2 separate regions of the Hordeum vulgare genome follow, and region 2 is linked to region 1. A link is a contact called in public Hi-C data. All regions are on one chromosome and are shown on one strand. Each heading gives the region's core, a stretch centred on a gene start, on an enhancer-like site or on the middle of the called end of the contact. The rest is flanking DNA. Distances are from core to core; before and after follow the strand shown. Region 1 has its middle 9.4 kb from the start of LOC123448613. Region 2 holds the start of LOC123448614 (chromatin-remodeling ATPase INO80).

Evidence for each region. A called contact is a pair of places that touch in the nucleus more often than the background predicts.
Region 2: a Hi-C map of leaf shows a contact between it and region 1, with 4 times the contacts expected there. The contact joins the promoter of LOC123448614 here to the enhancer-like site in region 1. A contact is called at or near these places in 2 of 6 Hi-C or Micro-C datasets (leaf and seedling) and 1 of 1 datasets of contacts at active chromatin or transcription factors (embryo).

The regions. Positions count from the first base shown.
Region 1 is chr4H:356,332,091-356,338,235 of MorexV3_pseudomolecules_assembly, forward strand. No RefSeq gene overlaps it. Among protein-coding and RNA genes, the nearest start is that of LOC123448613, 9.4 kb to the right of the region's middle. Within about 2 kb of position 4,376, at least 2 of the 3 cell types and tissues checked have open chromatin away from gene starts, as enhancers often do. A contact at or near this core is called in leaf and seedling, where this site is marked.
Region 2 is chr4H:356,527,653-356,534,396 of MorexV3_pseudomolecules_assembly, forward strand. LOC123448614 (chromatin-remodeling ATPase INO80) reads left to right here and starts at 4,099. Exons shown (of 22, transcript XM_045125567.1): 1 at 4,099-4,342; 2 at 5,273-5,357; 3 at 5,585-6,375; 4 at 6,458-6,655. The coding sequence starts at 4,265.

The DNA of each region.
Region 1 (6,145 bases), core at 3,126-5,625:
TTGACGTGATGGCCGGAAGGTGGCGCCTGCGATCTGCCAAGGATGCAGGCGACTGCGGCGGCGACCCTGCTTGCTCGGACGTCGTCCACCGACGTGGATCAGCGATCGTTGGTGGTTGCGCTTGCAATGGAGTCCCGAGTCCAAATCTGGCTCTTGTTGTTAGCGTGGAGGCTCTGACACGCGCCCCTACGTGGCGCGCCAAATGTCGGATTTCGGGATCCGCAAAACCCTAGAGATTCAAACTCAGGGGAGCGCGTGTGGACCATGTAACAGATTGGATCCCTGGGCACGCTACTCGATGGGCAGGGCAGAGAACTCACTCGACGGTGAGGAAGTCATAGAACACAGCAGTTTACCCAGGTTCGGGCCACTGCAAAGCATAAAACCCTACTCCTTCTTTGATGAATTGCCACTCGTGGAGGTTTGTGGATGAACTAGTACAGTGTTCTTTGGCCTCCTGAGGCTAGGTGGACTTAGTGGTGTGTGGGTGTGTGGATGAGAGTCCGTCGGATCCCCCTCTCGAAGCAACCTATCCTCTATTTATAGTGGCGGCCCTGGTCCTCTTCCCTTATAGTTTTGGCGGGAGGGAATCCCACAGCGGCCAATTTGGAAGGGGAACAGGGGAACATGCTCCCCTACCCAAAGGTGGTCTTCGCGTGCAAAGTAGATGCCCGTGCTGCAGGAACGGGCCCGGGGGTGACGTCTGTCCTATTGGCGGGCGGTGACGGCCTCGTTGCACCAGAAGGGAAACCTTTGGAAGATGCCCTTGGGACCCTGGTACGTCCTTGCTCCCTTTGCACTAAAGGGGAAACTGCTCCGTCCTGCCGTCTGCTGCTCGCCTGTCCTTCCCTTGCGTCACCCTTGACTCCGTGGCCAGACCTTGCCTTGGAATATCCGCCGCTCCGGAGGGGTCCTGAGGAGCCCCCCACGGGTGTTGATGCCATTTCTCCTCGTGAGGCTTGGCCCCTCACGAGGGCCTTGTCGAGCCTTCTGGTGCTTGGTTGATGAAGTGGGCCAGCCCTGGGCCGCAGGCAGGCGGATCTAGGTACCCCCGTTCCCAGAACGTCGACAGATGCGGACGCGACCCACGCCTTCTCATGTCTGCTCCCGTTCACACGTGCGCCCGGTCAAAGCCAACATCGTCTTTATTAACAATGATCGCCCATGCGTTAGCGACCCACAAGCACCCTTTTAATCCGAGTGTGCGGGGGGTGTGGGGGTGTAACGCCCAGGATGCGATCATATCCTTATTTTGGCACCAGGACCTCGACAGGGATAGAGCGCATCTCGTCGTTCCGCAAGAATGGATTTCGTTACAAGTACATGTAAAGAAGAGATGAGTATATGAAATTGGCTTACACTCGCCACAAGCTACAACATGAACATCAGACTAGAGCAATACATTCATTCACCATGTAGAAGAGTAGGGTCAGACTACGGACGAAATCAAACAACAAAACGATGTTCATCCTTGCTATCCTAGGTTGCCGGTCTGGAACCCATCCTATGCTCGATGATGATGAAGAAGAAGAAACTCCAAATAGAACAATCATCGCGCTCACGTCAAAGTATCACTTTACATGTACCTCCAACTATTGTTGTAGTAATCTGTGAGCCACATGGACTTAGAAATCTCATTTCCATAGGTATCATGATATGCTTAAGTGGTGAGGCTGCAACTAGAACTAAGCATTTATTTGAGTGGCTAACTTACGAGTACAAGAACAAGAGGGGTGATTTACGCATAAACATACGTGAACTAATAATGATCAAAAAGTGATCCTGAACACCTACTTACGCTTCAAGCACAACCCCATCGAGTCCTCTCTCGAATTCAGAACTCACGAGTAGGCTGGACGAAAAGCTTGTTACTCATGAGTTTAAGGAGCGCCGGAAACTCGACTTGTTAAGGCTCATGCTCGTTAGTTAATGAGCCAAGTTGAACATCAATCTTAGATCGTTAATATAAATGAGCTTAATGAGCTAGATCACGAGTATCACAAGTAGCTCATTTGGCTCGTTAAGTTTCAGATGCACATACATGCCACATCCCAGCCCACAACCACACAAACCACAACCCACCTCGCCCTCGTGGGAATCTGATCAGTATCCTTAATAGCCCTACCCCACACTACTTAGGGCATGTACAATGCATAGACTCACGGTGATGCCCCGTATGTCATGTAGGATCGGGTGTCATAAAAAGTAGGTTCAAATAAGGAAGCGGGATCCTATGCAGGAGGCAGGTGTTTGAAAAGAAAAGGTGAGGTCCGGTGTAAAAAGATGAAAAGTTAGAACGGAAAGTAGAGATGCATGAGTCTTAGAGTCTTTATTTTTTATTCTTTGATGAGGCACCCTGATGGTAGCTTGCATTGCAGAGAAAAAGTCAATATAAATGCCTCAAGCTACTTTTTATCATGGGACATCTATATCCATATGCCACCATTGTACATGCCCTTAGGAAGATCCCAGACCAGAGAAGGAGACGAGAAGACTTCTTAGAGAATAGAGATGGAGAAAGCTAGGTCTAGGTCTTTGACCACGCGAGTAGGGCGGCAGCTAGATCGACCGGTCTCTATTTTGGCGGCTGGTGTCACTTGACTTCGAATTTGGCCCGCCTCCGTCCCTCCGCGGCTTCTCCATCTCCATCTGCCTCCCATGGAACGTTGGGAGCGACCATAGCCTATAGGAGAGACTACAAGCATGGAGTCTAAGGCCCGAAAGCTGGTGAGGAAGACGAGGTCGTCCTCCAATTCAGCATCACGAGAGTCTCCTTCTGCGGCAGCAAAGCCACCTCCTCCTCATCAGCAAGCGCACGTACGAAGGCATCGAAGAGCAGAGAAGGTGACGTCACCGACATGCTCCGATGCTGACGTCATCGGTGTTGGATCGGGAGCAGTAAGATTGTTTGTCTCACACTCTCATGCTATTATCTTCCCTTGTATGGAAACCTTCCTATGTTGACATGTTGGATTTGAATAAAGAGTTTAAGTTTGTGTCTTCATTTTATGTGACATCATGGCATCATGCATATCATCTCTTCTTTTGTTCTTCTCTTTTGTTGTTGTCTTACATCTTGGTATGTGTGTGAGTGAAATGTGTGGATGTGATTGGGTATCTGCAATGTGAGTGGGTGCAACAAGAGTCCCTTCAAAAAACCCTTGTTGCACCATACCTTTTAATCCCTCCTTTCCAATGATAATTGATGTAGATTTAAAAGTTTCTATTTTGCCTCAATAAAAATGTTCCTCCTCTTCAAAAGTTCTTCATATTAATTGTGGGGTGCAACACCCTTTTCTTTGAATTTATTATCCTTTGGTTTTATTTAAAACAGAGCCCCGTGTTATATAAAATGATTTTATTTTTGTTCTTCTAAAATGCCCTACTTATTTTTATAAATAGTGGTAACATTTCAGAAGAACAAAGGTATTTTTATTTTGTTAAAACTCTTTTTCTTCTAGATCGCACATTTATTTGAACCTGTTCTATTTGATTTTGGAAAAAGCTTTTCAACCGGAGAGAGAGAGAGAGGCCCAAGTGTGTTAGTTACAGCCCAGAGCCCACCAACGCGACTCTTCTCCCACCTCTCGGCGTCAGCGTCGTACGAACCATGGAGAGCCACCGATCGATCTTTTCCCCATGATCGACGGCTCTCTACCTCGGCGTGCGAGCTATAAAGATCCTCCTCCCCCTCTCCATGCCCTAGCGCCCCATTTTCCCTCCTCCTTCCCCCCTCGCTCCATCAAGGCCACCTGCACATCGACCCCGACGCCATGGTTGCTTCCTACTCGAGCTCGACACCGACATAGGTAGCGGCGACCCCTTTGTCCCCCGTATGAACCACAAGAACGAGGTGCATGGTGGCGTTCCATTTTCGCGAAGATCCGGCGTCGAGAGCTTCTTCCATGACGTCCCCGACGACGGCTTCTTCCACTCCCTCGAGTGAGCTTCTTCCACTCCGGCTCGTCGACCTCCCTCCTCTCCTGCACCGGATCTTCTTCTCTACCCCTAGGTGAGACGCAGCCCCTCTCTCCTCCGCCCCCTCTCTGTTAGCCATGTCATAGCTAGATGAGCTCGATGCCTGCCGGAGTTGCACCGGCAGGTTGAAGTAGCCACAGCATGCTGCTGCTTGCGCGTGCATATGTGTGTGCAGGGCCTGTGAACCTCTCCCCTCTGTAGCTCATAGATTAGATCATGCGTAGGAACCCCACGAGTAGCATGTGCATGCGCTAGTTGTTGCTCCGGCGAGCAGCAGCATCGGTGGCGCCTCTCTATTAAACAAAGAAGGTGCCCCTTTGCTTATCATCTCGGGGGAGATCCCTCTCTGTGCACACTCCCCTCGCTAACCCGACCGGCTCAGACTTTGCGCGATGACCAAGAGATCGTGGTTTCGATCCCAGCGCCCCCTTTTATTATATCTGGGTTTTTTTCTTCCTCGTTGTAGAAGCTGCAGTGATAATACCTTGTGTGTTTCCTCTGATGGGGCAGTAAAAGCAGCATACCGCAGTGGCATTAGAGCCACCCGCAGCGCAAGAGATCCAAGGTTCGACCCCTGGTGCAGCCCTTTTAAATTTTGGGAATTTTTTCCCTCTTTAGCTTGTGGTGTTTTTATGATTCTGGGTAGAATTCCTTTTCAGTTTTGTGGTGTTTTTATGCATGCAAGTATATCAGTATGATATACGGATTTGGGGTAGAAGAACCCAAGGAATCCAATGGTGTCACTGGATTTCATTTTTGAGCAACTCTCCAAAAGTGCCATTTGTGATGAGGTGGCACATTGTCATTTGAGTAGGATTATTTTAGTGTGTGCTTTGAAGTGTGTGCCATTCATGCATCATATTGTCTGTTGCATTATCATTTGTTGGTGTTTATTTGCTTTTTATTTCTTTGGGTAGCATCGGGTGCGGGAAACGAGTTCGAGGAGTCTGGTGAGTTCATTAAGGAAGATCAGGAGCAGTCCCACTCTGAAGATTTCACACGCAAGATGATCGTGACCTTGACACCGTTTCTAGCTTTGTTATACATAGTTGATTCATTTCTATCATTGTTTTCCGCTGCCTACCACCTGATATATAGGCCATCAAACATTGTCATGAAACCTCCAACACTTCCCCTCCTAGAAAATATTGTTTGGCTAAGTTAGGCTTGCTCAGCCATTTCATTAGCATTGCTAGTTGTAGGAGCAAGATGGCCCATGTGATAACATGGCCAATTTGTTTATCATCTTACTTTAAATGTTATTTAATTAATGCACCTATATACTTGGTTAAGGGCAGAAGGCCTGGCCTTTTGTCGGGTGATTTGTTCCACTTTTGCCGTCTTAGTTTCGGCTACCGGTATTTTATTCCATAATTGAGTGCTCCTAACGCGTTCGGGGTTGTTATGGGGACCCCCTTGGTAAATCATTTAGTGTCAAGGCTTGTCTGGCAAGACCCAACTTTGGTGTTAATTTGGTAATAACTTAATAATAAAGCATAGCGAATAGCTACCCCAAGGAGACTTAAACCACAACCCGGGATGGTGCTCCTCATGAGTGTTGGTCCAAAACGGGCAGACTACGGGGCCACAGCGAGGAAACTAGAGGACTGGTTTTCCCCGCAGGCTTTTCCATCCGTCGTGCCGTGGGAACGAGATACACGGCTCCTATCGGGTTCGTCGACACGTTGGGACGTCTTGCTGGACTTGTCTTACCTTAACCATATATCTTGTGCATTGGGATTCCGGTGAGACTTTGGGTCTTCTCAGAGTTGAGGTTTTCCACTAAGGAATCTGACGAGGTCGCGAGTATCGTGATCGTGGATTTCTATGCGGACTGTGGTAATTTGTGATGGATTGATTGGAGCACCCCTGCTGGGTTAAATCTTTTGGAAAGCCATGCCCGCAATTATGTAGTAATCATGGATATTTTGTTAACATCCGATGCTAGATAACTTAAATTAACTTAACAAAAACCTGTCAACTGTGTGCGTAACCGTGACTGTCTCCTTCAGAGTTCCTTCTCTAATCGAGAACATGGTGGGGTCATGACTGACATAGGTAGGTGTTCAGGATCACTTAGTGATTATTCTTAGCTAACGAACATCTTGCATAGACCAACATATATGTACTTCTTGTTCGACGTAAGTTAGCCACCATAAATGCTTAG
Region 2 (6,744 bases), core at 2,849-5,348, 200 kb after region 1:
CTGTGTGCGTAACCGTGACTGTCCCCTCGAAGATCTCTCTTCGATCGGGAACACGGTGGGGTTATGATTGACGTAGGTAGGTGTTCAGGATCACTTAGTGATCAAGTATTCTCGACCGATAGTATAGTCCACCTTCATAAATGTTCTACGTAAGTTAGCCACCATATCAAGCTTAGGAGACTGCAACTTAAACACTCTACCCTATCCAACCTAATAACTTGACTAGTTCTGGCACCAAGGTCTTAGATTGTTGAGTCCCCGTGGCTCACGGATTCCTCCACAATACCAACAGGTTCAGGTACCCCAGAGACAGGTGATCCCGACGGCACGCAGCTGGCGTGGCAGTACGATGAGGAGACCGACCGCCTGTACGTGAACTATCTAGAAGAATGAGGCGTGGTCGTGATCGTGGGCCAGCAGGCAGGGTAGCATAGCCATTTTCTCTTGTTTTGTAGTCCGTAGCGGAACTACTTTGATTGTATGCATGATGTACTCTGATATATTTATGAGAAGGCAATTGAACCCCTGATTGTCTATTTATTATTATTATTATTATGTATGTGCTGTGTTACCTGTTTGCGAGACGCTTAGATGCGCTCCTTTCCAATTCGGGGCCTCGATCCCCAGATCGGAAAGGACCGTATCTTGGTCGTTACAGTCAGCTAGGTTTAAGAGTAATCCAGGAGTGGATCACTGGACGACGGTCAAGAATATTCTAAAGTACCTAAAAAGGACTAAGGAAATGTTTCTCGTTTATGGAGGTGACAAAGAGCTTGTCGTAAAGGGTTACGTCGACGCAAGTTTTGACACCGATCCGGATGACTCTAAGTCGCAAACCGGATACGTATTTATTCTTAATGGGGGTGAAGTAAGCTGGTGCAGTTCCAAACAGAGCGTCATAGCAGATTCTACATGTGAAGCGGAGTACATGGCTGCCTCGGAGGCAGCAAAGAGGTTGTCTGGATGAAGCAGTTCATGACAGATCTTGGAGTTGTGCCAAGCGCACTAGATCCATTAACTCTGTTATGTGACAACACTGGTGCCATTGCCTTAGCAAAGGAACCAAGGTTTCACAAGAAGACCAGACACATCAAACGACGCTTCAACCTCATCCGCGACTACATCGAAGGAGAGTACGTGAATATTTGCAAAGTGCACACGGATCTGAATGTAGCAGACCCGCTGACTAAACCTCTTCCACGGGCAAAACATGATCAACACTAGAACTGTATGGGTGTTCGATTTGTTACAATGTAAATCGCATGGCGATGTGAGGACTAGATTATTGACTCTAGTGCAAGTGGGAGACTGTTGGAAATATGCCCTAGAGGCAATGATAAATAGTTATTATTATATTTCCTGTTTAAAGATAATCGTTTATTATCCATGCTATAATTGTATTGAACGAAAACATAAATACATGTGTGGATAAATAGATAAAACAATGTCCCTAGCAAGCCTCTAGTTGGCTAGCCTGTTGATGAAGGATAGTCAAGGTTTTCTGACTATGTGCAAAGTGTTGTTGCTCGATAACTGGATCACATCATTAGGAAAATCAAGTGATGGACTAGACCCAAACTATGAATGTGGTATATTGATTGTGTCGTTTTATTGCTATTGTTTTCTGCGTGTCAAGTATTTGTTCCTATGACCATGAGATCATATAACTCACTGACACCGAAGGAATACCTTGTGTGCATCAAACGTCACGACGTAACTGGGTGACTATAAAGGTGCTCTACAGGTATCTCCGAAGGTGTCCGTTGAGTTAGTATGGATCAAGACTAGGATTTGTCACTCCGTGTGACGGAGAGGTATCTCGGGGCCCACTCGGTAATACAACATCACACACAAGCCTTGCAAGCAATATGACTAAGTATAAGTCACGAGATCTTGTATTACGGAATGAGTAAAGAGACTTGCCGGTAACGAGATTGAAATAGGTATGCGGATACCGACGATCGAATCTCGGGCAAGTAACATACAGATGGACAAAGGGAATGACATACGGGATTATATGAGTCCTTGACACTGAGGTTCAACCGATAAGATCTTCGGAGAATATGTAGGATCCAATATGGGCATCCAGGTCCCGTTATTGGATATTGACCGAGGAGTACCTCGGGGCATGTCTACATAGTTCTCGAACCCGCAGGGTCTGCACACTTAAGGTTCGGCGATATTTTAGTATAGTTGGGTTATATGTGTGGTTACCGAATGTTTTTTGGAGTCCCAGATGAGATCACAGACGTCACGAGGGTTTCCGGAATGGTCCGAAGACGAAGATTGATATATAGGATGACTTCATTTGGTTGTCGGAAGGTTTTCGGGCATTACCGGGATTGTACCAAGAATGATAAATGGGTTTCAGATGTTCACCGGGAGGGGGGCAACCCAACCGGGGGAAGCCCAAAGGCCCTAGGGGTGGCGCACCAACCCTTAGCGGACTGGTGGGACAACCCAAAGGGACCTATGCGCCAAGAAAGAAAAACCAAAGAAAAAAAGGAAATGTGGGAAGGAAGAGAAGGACTCCACTTTACAATCCTAGTTGGACAAGGATTGGAGTAGGATTCCTCCTCCTCCCTAGCGGGCGCACCCTTGAGGGCCTGGCCCTCAAGGAAAGCCTCCTCCCCCTCCCTCCTATACATAGTGGTGATTTAGGGCTGATTTGAGACAACTTTTGCCACGTGCATGTCAGATCTAGACACCATAGTTTTACCTCTAGCTCGTATTTCTGCGGAACTCGGACGGAGCCCTGCATGAGTAGATCCTTCACCACCACCGGAGCGCCGTCACGCTGCCGGAGAACTCATCTATTTCTCCGTCTTGCTTGCTGGATCAAGAAGGCTGAGATCATCGTCGAGCTGTACGTGTGCTGAACGCGGGGGTGCCGTCCGTTCGGCACTAGATCGGAGCGGATTGTGGGATGGATCGCGGGACGGTTCATGGGACGGTTCGCGGGACGGATCGAGGGACGTGAGGACGTTTCACTACATCAACCGCGTTTCTTAACGCTTCCTGCTATGCGATCTACAAGTGTACGTAGATGCAAATCTCCTCTCGTAGATGGACATCACCATGATAGGTCTTCGTGTGCGTAGGAATTTTTTTTGTTTCCCATGCAACGTTCCCCAACAACGCCCTACATGGAGCACTGACGGCATCGACGGGAGTCGAAGGAGGGCACATAGGCCCGACGGATCGAGCTGATGGAGCGCGAGGCCGAAGCTGAGGAGGAGGAGCGACGTGCTGCCCAGTGCGCGCCGGTGCAACCACCGGCGGACGCCGCCGCCGCCGCCTGGGAGACGACCTTCCCCTGGCTGGTTCGGCGCCGAGGCTCGTCGACCTCATCGGCCCCGACGACGACGACGAGGAGGACGCTTAGGACAGCGTGCCTCTTCGTTTTTTAGTTTATTAGATTTTACATTTAATGTAATATGGACCATCGTCGGCCTTCCAAAGGCCGACATTAAATGTTTAACTAATGTTTTTTATATTTTAAAATGTTTTTTTCTGCATCGTTTATGGGTCGTGGCCTTGTTGGACACAAACGTCGATCTAATTATAACAGCTGGATGTCAGCCGGGCCAACCCCAACGGACTAAATATCGGCTTATGACTTATAAGTTAGGGTGACTTATAAGTTGAGTCTGTTTGATAAAATAAGTCATTTTTTGCACTTTTCAACTTATAAATTAGTGACTTAGCGCCTGTTCGACGGCCCTCCACGGAGTGGAGCGGACGGAGCGTCCTTTTACCAGTTCTGCAAATTTTAACTGACTGCCACTCCCCTCCGGCACGGAGTCGTGGAGCGGAGGGACTCGGAACGCATCCTTATTTGAAACCAAACATACCCTAAAGAATCACATTTGCACGGTTTGAATACTTGGCTCGCTAGTTTTTTACATGACGGACGCAACGGGTCATCTAGTACTACCCCTTAGCACTCCCGTCCCGTTTCGCTTTCCCTGCTACCCTCCCTTCTCCTCGCACACCCTTTGTTTCTCTCTCTTCTCCTTCGGCCAAGCCATGCCTCCTACTACTAACTTCCCCCACCACATCCGCCCCCCCCTCCACCGCGTCCCCTCTGCCTCCCCCCTCCTCCCGTCCACAAACCCTAACCCTAATCTCGCCGACTCCCCCGCCGTTGCGGCCCGCCCCCACCGCCATCCTCGCCGCTCCCCGCGCTCGCCTTGGTTCCCACTCCACCCCCGGAGCGTCCCTCCACACGCGCGCGCGCGGGGGCGCCAGCTAGGGTTTCGCTATGGACCCGCGCCGCCCTTCCCCGCGCGGCGTCGCCAACGGCAGCGGCTTCTCCTACTCCAATCTCTTCAACCTCGAGGTAGTTGCTCGTTTCTTGTCTCTCTTTTTTCGCCTGACTGGAGGCCTCTCTGCGTGGCAAGCCTTGCCTTGTGCTAGGGGCGCGGCGTGATCACTGATCGGGGGCTGGGGATGGTCTGTGGAGCTCTTTGTCACTGAACTCGGGGATTTCTCTCGCTGCCGGTTTCGGCTCAAGGTTTAGATGCTCGCTAGTTTGAAACTAATGCAGGTTATTTGTTGATGGTGTTGCAATCGTGCTTATTACCTGATGCCTTGTGCTACCGTTCCCTGGTTACTGGTGCTATCCTTGTCCGGTTTACCACTTGTCTTGTCATCTTTTATCATCTCTGCTGCTTATGCCTTTGCCTAGATTGTCTAGCATTTATATATTAGGAGGATATCGTTTTGATGCAATTGCATACGTCAGCTATGTTTCAGTTACGATTGAAGTTTTTTAGTTGCTGGGATCTCCACATGACTCTTGGCTTTAGTTTCTTGCTGAACTATCCTTAGCTTGTGCTGCAGAATTCTGCTATTAGGCTCAAAGTTTATGCTCCCTATAAAAAAAGGGTTCAAAGTTTCTGCAGTTTGTTAATGTTAGATTTTGGGGCTTGCAATGGAATTTCATTCGGTCAAATTAGAATTTGTTACTTTATTTGCGTATTGGGGCTTACACATTTATCATTTTGGTGATTCTGTAGTGGTATTTTTGCTGTCTGCTTTTTTATCTGTGTGGGTGTAGGTTAACTGAAATATGTATTGCCTTGGGTAGCGATCTAGTGTGGAAAATACAAATAGTGGACATCATCTGTCTTTAGAAAAAGGGGGGAATCTGCCTTTTGTTTTTGACTTGGTGAAGCAGACAACTTGTTTCTGCTCTTACATTGCTGTTGTTTTGTTGAGTTCTGTTGATCTATCATTCTTATGTTAGTTTTTTTACTGGACATTGTAGCCATTGCTAAACTTTAAGGTCCCTTTACCGGAAGATCTTGATCGCTATGGGAATAGTAGCCCAAATGGGAGCGTGAGTAGCCAAGGTAAGCTCAACTCTTTCTTCCTTTCTTCATTCTCTTTACTAGTATATTTTATTGCTCAAAGCTCTCTCTCTGTCTCTCTCTCCCTCCCTCTCTCTCTCTCTCTCTCTGGCAATTGTCTAAAATCCATCTTGTTGTATTAGCTCTTTACGAAGGACTTTTTCATTGGCTTTTCTGTTGCATATATGCTTCTGTGTGAATCTTGTTGCTTACCCAACTTTTCCTTTAAGGTCAAGAGTCCTTGTCGGATCAGTACAATGGTGTGAGTGATGCTTCTCATGGGCTGCATCGAAAGCGAAAAAGGCATCTTGGTGTTGCGAGCGATGATGAGGAAGCAGATGCCCACAGTAACCAAATAACTGAGGAGTACTACCGTACAATGCTGAGTGAACATGTTCAAAAGTACAGAAGGTCAAAGGTTAATGAGGGTGTTTTTGGTTCTGATCCTCCTCGGGCAGACACCCCCCAAATGATAAAACATAAAAATAGCAATACAAGAGTTATGAAATGCAGAAGCGATTTCAAGGATGTTGCAGCATTAGGTGTGGTAGAAACCTCACCTGAGTACAATGGGATGGGATCTATTAGCGCATATGGTGGTTTCAATAAGATTGTAGCTTCACTTGATTCTTCCTCTTTGGATATGGGGGATAATGTGAGCTACTTAATTCCAGAGGGTTATGATAAGTTGGCATCTTCCCTCAATCTGCCTGTTTTTTCTGATATACGTGTCGAGGAGCATTTCTTGAATGACATGCTAGATCTGCGCACCCTGTCAGCAATGCTTGGCACTGACCGGAAGTTTGAGGCTACTAATCGTGGTGGATTAGCCGAACCTCAGCCTCAACATGAATCACTCCAGGAAAGGGTGAAGATGCAGAAATTTGCACTTCAAGTAACTGAGGACCCCTTTGCAATTCCAGAAGGATCAGCTGGGAGGATACGGAGATCTATTATTTCAGAATCTGGCAGTTTGCAGGTTCATTATGTTAAAGTCTTGGAAAAAGGAGATACATATGAGGTTGGTTTCTTTTGTTGAAATATTTGGTTTCATACTGTTGTATTAGTGTGTACTTATCAATTAGGTGATCTCATATATGCAGATTATTGAGCGGAGCTTGCCAAAGAAGCAAATAGTGACAAAGGAACATTCTGAAACCATGAAAGAAGATTTGGCAAGTTTTTTGAAACGCTGGCATATTATTGCTAGAAACATTCCAAAGCATCAAAGAAATTTCACTACTTTGCTGAAGAAACGGCAAATGGATGCTAAACGCTTTTCTGAGAATTGTCAACGGGAGGTATTGCATTTGTCTATTGTGTCACCTTAAAGTATTACACCATTTAAATGTGCTCTAGTTTACATTCTTGCTGACCCATTTGTGTTCTG